Regions from separate parts of the Bos taurus genome. Here region 1 is linked to region 2. The links are chromatin contacts, called in public Hi-C maps. All regions are on one chromosome and are shown on one strand. Each heading gives the region's core, a stretch centred on a gene start, on an enhancer-like site or on the middle of the called end of the contact. The rest is flanking DNA. Distances are from core to core; before and after follow the strand shown. Region 1 has its middle 51 kb from the start of SRSF5. Region 2 holds the start of SUSD6 (sushi domain containing 6).

Region 1 (5,326 bases), core at 25-2,524, 98 kb after region 2:
GCCTAGATTGGAAAGGAGATGGAAGGGGAGAAAATAAATTTTCTACCCTGCTACTGAAGCCCCATTTCCCAGTTTGGAAAGCCGAGACTCCCAGACAAGGACAAAAGTAACAATCTCCAGGGCAGGGCTTTCTCAGACTACTTAAAATATCTTTAAATATGCCAAAGTAACACACAGTCATTTCAGAAAATTTAGAAAGAAAGTTAAAATCACCCATAATTCCACCTTCTACTGACAATGTTCTAATCATAAGATTTCATTGACACCATTTTTAACGGTTGCATAGACCCTATCATATTGGTAATCTGGACTTTTAGGTTGTCAAATTTTTTTTTTAATTCTTATAGCCAATGGGTTGATAGTATTTTAAATTACTTCTCTGGGATAAACTGCCGGAAATGGAATTGCAAGATCAGAAGAAGCACATGTTAGAGGCTTTTGAGACAGCTCAAATTGCCCACCAAGAAAGTTACTCCAAATTACAATCTCATTAGCAGTGTTCATTTCCCAGTGACCTCACCAGCCAGCATGGGTTATTTTGGTTTTTGTTTTTTAATGTATTGGCTGCACTGGATCTTCATTGCTGCACAGGGACTTTCTCTAGTTGCCACCAGCAGGGGCTGCTCTCCAGTTGTGGGGTGCAGGCTTCTCATTGCAGTGGCTTCCCTTGTTTCTGTTGCGGAGCGTGGGCCCTAAGGCTCGTGGGCTCAGTAATTGTGGCACAGGGGTTTAGTTGCCTCTAAGCATGTTGGATCTTCCCAGACGAGGGATCAAACTCATGCCCGTTGTATTGGCAGGTGGATTCTTAACCACTGGACCACCAGGGAAGTCCAGCATGAGGTATTATCTTTTTTTAAAAAAATAAGCCAGTTGAAAGAAAATGGCATTTTGATCTATAGTTGTTCATTATTCCTGAAGTTGAATTTTAAAAGAAGTTGGAACTGTCCAAGTTTGAGGTTCAAGACATCCAGGTTTGGGAGAGAGAGAGAACTTCCTGAGGCAAGAAATGAATCTGTACCTGGATAGACATGGCACATTCCCACAACGACAGGCCCAGGTTGTTGCTCTAAGCTCTGTGGAGGTAGGGGAGCATCACGGCTTGGGGACTGTCCCATCCCACGCCCAGAGGTGAACAGCTGTTTGGCATCTCAGATTTCCCATGATGCCCCAGGGCCACCAGAAAAGGAAATTTCATAACACAGGAATGTCCTGAACAGCCTGTCTGGGGTAACTTGAACTGTTCCCGAGCCTGGGGTGGCTGACGACTCAACTTGGCAGGAAGCTGCGGAGGCTTTGCAAGTATGGACTTCCCCACCGTGGAGCTTGCTGGGGAAGTGGGTTGTCCAGCCTCCAGCAAAAGGCAGCATGCTTGCGGGTTCAGCCTGCTGACCTGGGCTGAGCATCTGAGGTGATCTTGGGTGTGTGAAGGAAGGACTTTGGCTCCACACAAACACACCAAGGATGGGGGCTGGTGCTGTGACTTCTAGGGTGGTCTCAAAGCCCTTGAACATTGAGCTCTGAAGACTTTTACAGAATTTGGTGCTGTAGCCATTTTATGGAGAAGGCAGTGGCACCCCACTCCAGTACTCTTGCCTGGAAAATCCCATGGATGGAGGACCCTGGTAGGCTGCAGTCCATGGGGTCACTAAGAGTTGGACACGACTGAGTGATTTCACTTTCGCTTTTCACTTTCATGCATTGGAGAAGGAAATGGCAACCCACTCCAGTGTCCTTGCCTGGAGAATCCCAAGGACGGGGGAGCCTGGTGGGCTGCTGTCTATGGGGTTGCACAGAGTTGGACACAACTGAAGCGACTTAGCAATAGCAGCAGCAGCAGCCTTTTTATGGGATGGCCATTCTCACTCCTAGTCATTCATTCATTTGCCAATTTACTCAACAGTTTTTTGTTGTTGTTTTAAAGCTTCCCTGGTGGCTCAGATGGTAAAGCGTTTGCCTGCAATGTGGAAGACCCAGTTCAATCCCTGGGTTGGGAAGATTCCCTGGAGAAGGAAATGGCAACCCACTCCAGTATTCTTGCCTGGAGAATCCCATGGGCAGAGGAGCCTGATAGACTACAGTTCATGGGGTCACAAAGAGTTGGACACCACTGAGCGACTTCACTTTCACTTTCTTTCTTTGTTTCTGTTTTTTTTAGAGTTAGCTTTACACAAAATCTGGTACTAAGTCCCAGGAGTACAGCAGTGAGTAAGAGTCAGTCTTTGTCCTCAAGGAGTTTGCAGACTAATAGGGGAGAAAGAGATTAAACAGCTGCCTAAAATTTAAGGCAGAACTTAAAGGAGGCTATTGGAGCACCCGCAAAGTGCCTGGGGAGTGAAGAGTGAAGAGTTCATTTCTTGGGAGATGAGCAAAGATTCCCCAGGGAAGGTGCCATTTGCTTTACGTCATAAAGGATGAATTTTATTTTAATACTCTAGGTAGAAGAGTAAGTCAACAAGGAGCTATAAGGTGGGAAGTGTGAAGAAGCAGTTCCTTCAGGCTGTGTGTGTGTGCTCAGTCATTCAGTCGTGTCCTACTCTTTGCGACCCTATGGACTGCATCCCACCAGGCTCCTCTGTGCATGGAATTTTCCAGTCAAGAATACTGGGATGAACTGCCATTTCCTACTCCAGGGATCAAATCTGAGTTTCTTGTATCTTGCGCATTGGCAGGCAGATTCTTTACCACTGAGCCACATAGAAAGCCCATTCTTCAGGCTACAGAGACCTATAGGAGCAAAGCACCAGCATATAAGACGAGGAAGCATCTGAAATCGCCACTTCTGCAGGTTAATTAAAGAAGGTCAGTGTGAGCAATTTCAACCTAAAACTTAAGATCTGCCACAATTAGAAATGCCTTTCTCCTCTGGGTTGATTAAACTTTAATTATTTTAATCACAAGAAAGAAATCCAGGATACCCATAGACAAGTGTCTGAGACTTCCTGTCCCAGAGTCTGTTCCCTACAAAAACAGAGCACTGAGCATAAATGACTTGCTGCCAACCTGCCAGCTCCTGCTCCTGCCTGCAGGGGGCGTCCTCAGAGATACGCGAACGCGTCCAAGTCTCTAGTACAGGGCCGGTTCACTAGCTCTTTGGGGACAGACGGGACACCCAGTGCTTGCAACCAAGTTTCTGCCAGCAGCAGCCAGGCAGCCATTTCAATGTTGAGAGGTGTTTTTGCCCTTTCTGTCATTTCCTTGAAGCGGAATTAAGGGACAGTGGTTACATCCAACTACAATAGTTTTTCCTTGTCACGTTTCTTTTTCATTAGAAACGTTGGAAAATAAGCTGCCTTATAATGAGTGATACATGTTAAAACATCGGAAGTAATATTTTTTTCACATATCAGTTTGGCAAAAGGAAAAGCTTAAAAATATCTGCTGCTGCTAAGTTGCTTCAGTCATGTCTGACTCTGTGCGACCCCATAGACGGCAGCCCACCAGGCTCCCCCGTCCCTGGGATTCTCCAGGCAAGAACACTGGAGTGGGTTGCCATTTCCTTCTCCAATGCATGAAAGTGAAAAGGGAAAGTGAAGTTGCTCAGTCGTGTCCAACTCTTAGTGACCCCATGGACTACAGCCTACCAGGCTCCTCTGCCCATGGGACTTTCCAGGCAAGAGTACTGGAGTGGGGTGCCATTGCCTTTATCTAGTGGGAGTGTAAATTGGTACATTCTCCATGGAGAGTAATTTGGCGACAACCATCAAATTACAATGCAGTTCCTCTTCCCTTCATTTACTGAACGGTTCAATTCTAATACCAGTTAAGTGGGGGCAGAATTACACAATCAGAAAAGGAAACAGGATGAACACAATGAACCATGCAGTGTCAGGTTGGAATGGTAAGATTTCATGGTTTCAATCTATATAAATATAGAAATATAAATAATGCATGTATGCAGGTACACACACACATGAGCTAGATATTCCCAAGCTCTTTCCAGAGGATTTGGGATCAGTGACACTTCAACAGCAGCTAGCACACCTGAAGTTTGGATCTTGGCTTTTAAAGACTGTTTTCCACTAAAAGGAACCTGGGCTCCTTGGAGAAATGGCTGATTCCAGAGCCCCAGCAGGAAGATTACTAGATGAACTTGCAATATCTTGATGTATCAGAAAGTTAAAAAAAAAAAAAGTGCTAAAAAAATGATGGGTACATGTCCAAAGTACTCCCACTCGCACGGGCATCTACTGACCGAATCAGGAACGACATGAGCATCAAAATAATGATAATAATAAAATAAAAAAAACATACAAATAATAGAATCAGTTAAAAAAAATAATGATAATAGATTTTAATCCATTGCATAAAATAGAAGGCCACAAATCCATATAGGTAAACTGAAGTCCTGGTAGATACTACTTCATTCAGGGGGACAAATCAAAAATCATGTACCACCTGACAGAATGCATCACGTCCAAACACGTCCACCAAACTCAACCTAAATCTAATCATGAAAAAATGATACAAACCCAGACTATTTTTTACAAAAATGGGCATATAGTCCTCAAAATGCCAAGTTCACACAGAACAAAAAACACTGAGAAATGCAAAGCATGATTCTGAATTGAATCCTTTGACATAAAAGACATTATTGGGACAACTGGTGAAACTTGAGTCCAGTGTGAGGATTAGATGGTAGTGATGTATCTGTGTTAATTTCTTGTTCTGTTGGTTATATTGAGGTTATTCAGGGCCATGTCCTTGTTCGTAGGGAATACATGTTAAAGGAGATCCAACAACATACTCCCCAAATGAGTCAGGAAACTCTATAAATTTGTTTCTAAATAAAATTATTTACTTAAAAAATATTACAATGTACTCTTTGACCCAGAAATTCTCCTTTCAGGAATTTTTTCTGAAAGATGTTCTTGCATAAAAATATCAAATGTATACAAGCTGTTCATTGCAGTTGTCTAATCACTGCAGATGGTGATTGCAGCCATGAAATTAAAAGATGCTTACTCCTTGGAAGGAAAGTTATGACCAACCTAGATAGCATATTCAAAAGCAGAGACATTACTTTGCCAACAAAGGTCCATCTAGTCAAGGCTATGGTTTTTCCAGTGGTCATGTATGGATGTGAGAGTTGGACTGTGAAGAAAGCTGAGCGCTGAAGAATTGATGCTTTTGAACTGTGGTGTTGGAGAAGACTCTTGAGAGTCCCTTGGACTGCAAGGAGATCCAACCAGTCTGTTCTAAAGGAGATCAGTCCTGGGTGTGTTCATTGGAAGGAGTGATACTAAAGCTGAAACTCCAATACTTTGGCCACCTCATGCGAAGAGTTGACTCATTGGAAAAGACCCTGATGCTGTGAGGGGTTGGGGGC
Region 2 (5,350 bases), core at 1,582-4,081:
CTTTCATTTTATGGCTGCAGTCACCATCTGCAGTGATTTTGGAGCCTCCCCAAAAAAGTCTGTCACTGTTTCCACTGTTTCCCCATTTATTTGCCAGAAGTGATGGTACTAGATGCCATGATCTTACTTTTCTGAATGTTGAGTTTTAAGCCACCTTTTTCACTCTCCTTTTTCACTTTCATCAAGAGGGTCTTTAGTTCTTCTTTGCTTGGTGATGTCATCTACATATCTGAGGTTATTGATATTTCTCCTGGCAATCTTGATTCCAGCTTGTGCTTCATCCAGCCCAGTGTTTCTCATGATGTACTCTGCATATAAGTTAAATAAGCAGGGTGACAATATACAGCCTTGACATACTCCTTTCCTTGTTTGGAACTAGTCTGTTGTTCCATGTCCAGTTCTAACTGTTGCTTCCTGACCTGAATACAGATTTCTCAAGAGGCGGGTCAGGTGGTCTGGTATTCCCATCTCTTTAAGAATTTTCCACAGTTTGTTGTGGTCCACACAGTCAAAGGCTTTGGCATAGTCAATAAAGGAGAAGTAGATGTTTTTCTAGAACTCTCTTGCTTTTTCCATGATCCAGCGGATGTTGGCAATTTGATCTCTGGTTCCTCTGCCTTTTCTAACAGGTTTCTCAGGAGGCAGGTAAGGTGGTCCAGTATTCCCACCTCTTTAAGAATTTTCCAGTTTGTTAGAGGAGGAAATTGAGCAGGGAGGGAGGGTGTCCAACTTCTGCAGTGAGTCTGGATCTCGGATGTTAAAAAACAAAATTCAACCCAATAACTTTGAAGATCTAATTGACTTTATTCAATGGTTCAGGAATCAGGGAGAACCCCATCTAGCAACTATAAGGGCACTCAGAGGGGCTGTACAAAATGGAAGGTTTTTTACAGGAAAAAGGGTGGGGCAAGGGACCTATTGTTAAAAGAAATGAAAGTTGGGGGGTGGGGGGGAGAAGTGCCAAGGGTTTTACTATGTAGATGGTTTCTTCTTCTCTTCGGGAATGGAGAGGGTCCCTGTGACAGATTATTATGTGACAGCTTCTCATTGGTGCCAACCAGAAAATTCCAAACTCGTTAAGATTACATTTATGGTAAAGATTGAAACTGCAATTGGGCTCGGTATTAAATCTAGCTTTGGAATCATGGGCTTTAGCACAAGTGACGCCATTTTGGGCCTGTGGGTTTTCTCTTTAACAGAACTTAGGGAGCAAAGAAGGCAGAACAAGGACAGACTTATGGAAAAGGAAGCAGCAGCGGTAATGCAGGCCCCAGAATGGGAGGGTTTCCTTGCTGCTGCTGCCAAGTCGCTTCAGTCCTGTCCAACTCTTAGCGACCCCATGGACTGCAGCCTACCAGGCTCCTCTGTCCATGGGATTTTCCAGGCAAGAGTACTGGAGTGGGGTGCCATTGCCTTCTCCAGGGTTTCCTTGGGATAGGTGTGTATGCTTGGTGGTGGACATTCTGCTTGCTTTGTTTGAACTACCTCAAACATTTGACTTGTTAATCACAGCACTTTTTTAGAGAAGCTAGCAGAATTGGGCTGGGTGAGAGACCCTGAGAACCTGCCTGACCCAAGTTGCAGCAGAGGCTCTGAGTCCAAGCCCAGACTCTGGCACTGCCTATCAAGTAGGAACGCCTCAACATTAATTGAGCACCCCTGAGACAAGTATTGTTCAAGACCCTGGGACGCAAAGATATAAAATCAAAACTTTTTGTCATTAAGGGGTTATTCTCTGGTGGCGCAGTGATAAAGAATCTGCCTGCGCATAGAGGAGATAAGATTTCATCCCAGGGTTGGGAAGATCTTCCTGGAGAAGGAAATGGCAACCCACTTCAGTATTCTTGCCTGGGAAATCCCATGGACAGAGCAGCCTGGTGGGCTTCAGTGCATGGGGTTGCAAGAATGGGACACGACTTAGCTACTAAAACAACAACAATAAAGCCCTGTAAACACAAGCAGAGGACTTATCTCCTATGGCCGCAGGGGGACCACCTATATATAGAGAGAGATGCTATAACTATAAAGTGCTCAAACTGGTTGCATACTGTATGTTGGAAAATAGCCCTGGGAGACAAAGCTCAGGCTGGGAAATAAAGCCAGGAGTGCGGCGGGGTACTATAGCCGACTCTGACAGCCCTCGCGCTGAACTTGTTTTCTGAACTTTGAGATCCGTTGCGTGCGTTTAGAATGCCGAGGAATCCCTTTTAGGAAAGCCTGTTAAAATAGATTTTTAACACTAACGGCTTAAACACTCCAGTCGTAGCCTTTCTGAATCAGAATGGCTGAACGAGGGACCCTAAATCTGCATTTTTACACCCCTACCCCCGAGACAATCTGATGCTGGTAGGCTTCGCAACAACAACAAAAACAACAGCTTAGCGACGGGCCTGAAGAGAGATTCCTAAGTCCTAAGCTAAGGCAGCAGGAACGAAAGCGCCTAGTCGACCGGAGAGCAAACCAATCCTTTGCAAATAACAGTACTCCAAAAAAATAAATCCTAGCCGAATAATACAAATAATAATACAAACAATAAGAGCAGAAGAACTGAGAGGCTAAGCGCAAAGCCGTCGCAGTCAGCCCGCAACACCTCCTCCCAGTCTACTCTGGCGGAGTCGGCGTGACGGTCCCTTTAAGAACTCCCTTTCTTCCTCTGTCTCGCCTGCCGCGAGGCGTGAGGCGTGCGGGCCGGCCGGCGGCGCGTGCGTGCTGGCAGCCGTCTACCGGCCGGGCCTTTTCCCCAACGGGACGATCGCTGCGGCCGACGCCGGCGCTCGTTACGTGCGCGCGCGTGGCCCCGCCCCTCGCCCGCCCCTTCCCCTCCCCCCTCCGCGGCCTCCCCCGCCCGCGCCGTACAGCTGGCCCAGTGACGCGAGCACTGCCACTGCTGCCGCCGCGGTGTTCCATTCTCCTCAGCCGGCGACAGCCTCGTCCCCCTGCCACCGGCCTCCTCCTCACGCAGCGCCGGCCAGACGACGGCACGCGCGCGGGGGCTCGTCTAGACCCGAGAGGGCTGCGGGCGCGCGCGGGCGACGGAGCGGATCCCAGCGCCGCGGAAGCTGCGAGCGCCCCCCTCCCGGAGGTCGCCGCGCCGTCCCCCCGGTGAGTTGTCACCGCGGCCGGGGGCGCGGCGCGGGGCCGGGCATTGTGTCACAGGAGCGCCCGACCGGGCCGGCTGTCAGGGGCGCGGGGCCGGCGCGCACAGCCCAGGAGGGGGACGGCTTGGGGAGCCCGGGCAGCCGCCCCGAGTCGGCTGCTGTCCGCGCTTCCTGGCCCGGCGCCCCGGGGTGTCACCCCAACTCCCCGGGCGGCGAGCCCCGGTGCTTGGCGTGGGCCGGGAGGGCTGGCGGGGTGGGCTGTGTGCCAAGGCCGGGAGGAGCACCGACCGGCAGGCTTACGGCCGGGAGCTTGGTGGCCGGGACCGGGGCGCGCTGCCCAGGGGCCTCTCCGGTCGTGCGGGGTCGCGCTCCGGACCGGAGTTCAGGGTGGAGACCGCACTTTGCAGGTCGCAGGAGAGGAGGTAGGCAGAGGCTTTCTTTTCTTTATTACTTGTTAACCGTTTTCGCGTCAGGGCCAACGAAAGCGGCGGGTCCCGAGCTGGGGCAGGGTCGGCTTAGCGATGGTGGACTTCGCAGGACAACCTTGGAGCCGAGGTGTGCAAGCCTCGGAGCTTCATGGAGCTCCCGCGTCTCGTCTGGTCTTTAATCTCAAAACTTCATTATTATCCGGGCTGAGACGCACCGAAACCACTTCCTGTTTGTGTATGTAGACTTTTTTTTTTTTTAATTTCTGGTTTTTAGAAGCTCCAAATATTGGTGTCGGTCTGACCCTCCCACAGGGTTGTGACTGTGGGGGCAGCTGAAGTGGGAAAAGTTACCCCGTAAGGGAGGTCAGGAGAAGGAGGTGGTTTGGGGCACCGTGAGACCCAGGAGAAAAGCGTCGAAAACACATCTTTAGCTGGCTCGAGGGAAGTTCAGCAAGGAGGCCTGATGCTGCTGTTCCCATAGAATGTCCTCTGGTGGTAGGTACTTCCTCCGGCTATTTCTCAGATCACTTGCATCCTTATTTCTTTTCTCCAGGGTACACATTGATGGTATGTTTGCACAACATTCACTTGTTCATACATTCTTTCTTTTCTTTAGTTTCACGAAAGTTTTTGTGATATAGGATATATGCCAGGCACTGTGTGCTAGGTATTCGGGTTACTGCAGTGAATAAGACAGAACCCAGCCATTCCTTACAGAGTTCACAGTTTTTAAATCAACTCATTTTGGATTATGTTGTTAATTTTCACTGGTGGCCATTGCTGCTTAAGGAAGTTTTGCCCAGTGTGTTAATAGGGGACAGTACTGGTACAAGACCTGATAAATAGAAATCCCTGTCCACAGAGTGGCTTTTTGGATACTGTAGTAGAAGTGTTCTGTGAAACCAAACCTCACCTACAGCTAGATGGGGCAGGTCCCTGATCAGAGTAAGACATCCCAGGGCTCCCCCACCGCCGCCACCACCACCCTGCAGTGCTTAAACCCTCAGAGCAAACCCTTTGTCAGATGGCAGAGTTCAGCTTATTTGCTTGAGGCTTGCCTGCTCAAAGGTCAGAATTTGGGCAGATAGAAACGAAAGGAAGAAAGGTAGAATGAGCTATTACAGATGCAGGCTGGCAGACGATGAGCCCTCAGCACTTTGTCTGGTCTCCTGGCTGGTCTCCATCATGTGGTGGTTGAACTTGTGCTGTCATGTAATGGTCTCTTCGTAGGGGATTTCCTCCCTTGCGATGGCCAGGGCAGCAATCTCTATAGCTTCCTCCCCACCCCCCATAACACATGTATGCACCCTCCAAAGGGAATTATTCACCTGACTTCTTAAAAGGAAGAACGTATTTTAAGTTTACTGCTACTCAGCATTATGCATTTCCATCCTCCAGGAAAAAAATTTGCCTTATGTTTAAAATGTTTCCTTGTTCTCTTTTTCCACATTCTTAGCTCTTTGATAACCAGATAACTACTGGTATCTGTCTGTGGCCCAGAGAATTATAGTACTGTGTCTTTGAAAAAATTCGTGAGTCATGTAATCTTCCTTATTTCTGTTCCAAAACAGTTGAACTGGGGAGAATGTCTTGAGCAGAGCCTCTTGCAGGCGGAGAAGGAAGGCCAGAGAGCACATGTCCTCGTCTTCCTCTCTAGTTCTCCGTTTACCAAGGGGCGATTTGCAGAGAGGGACATGATGCCTGTGTCCAGGCCTGACATGCCCACTTGGAGGCCTGAATGTCTGCAGACCCACCAGGCCCAGTTGTGTAATTGCCATGCAGGAAGCACTTTCCTGAGCTCCTGAACTGACATGTGATCTCCTA

The links. A called contact is a pair of places that touch in the nucleus more often than the background predicts.
Region 1: a contact with region 2 is called in a Hi-C map of an unstated tissue, with 7 times the contacts expected there. The contact joins the enhancer-like site here to the promoter of SUSD6 in region 2. A contact is called at or near these places in 4 of 11 Hi-C or Micro-C datasets (blastocyst, skeletal muscle, skin fibroblasts and 1 more).

Annotation. Positions count from the first base shown.
Region 1 is chr10:81,441,982-81,447,307 of ARS-UCD2.0, forward strand. No RefSeq gene overlaps it. Among named protein-coding and RNA genes, the nearest start is that of SRSF5, 51 kb to the right of the region's middle. Within about 2 kb of position 1,275, at least 7 of the 102 cell types and tissues checked have an H3K27ac peak or open chromatin away from gene starts, as enhancers often do.
Region 2 is chr10:81,341,967-81,347,316 of ARS-UCD2.0, forward strand. SUSD6 (sushi domain containing 6) reads left to right here and starts at 2,832. Exons shown (of 8, transcript XM_059890907.1): 1 at 2,832-3,102; 2 at 3,572-3,761.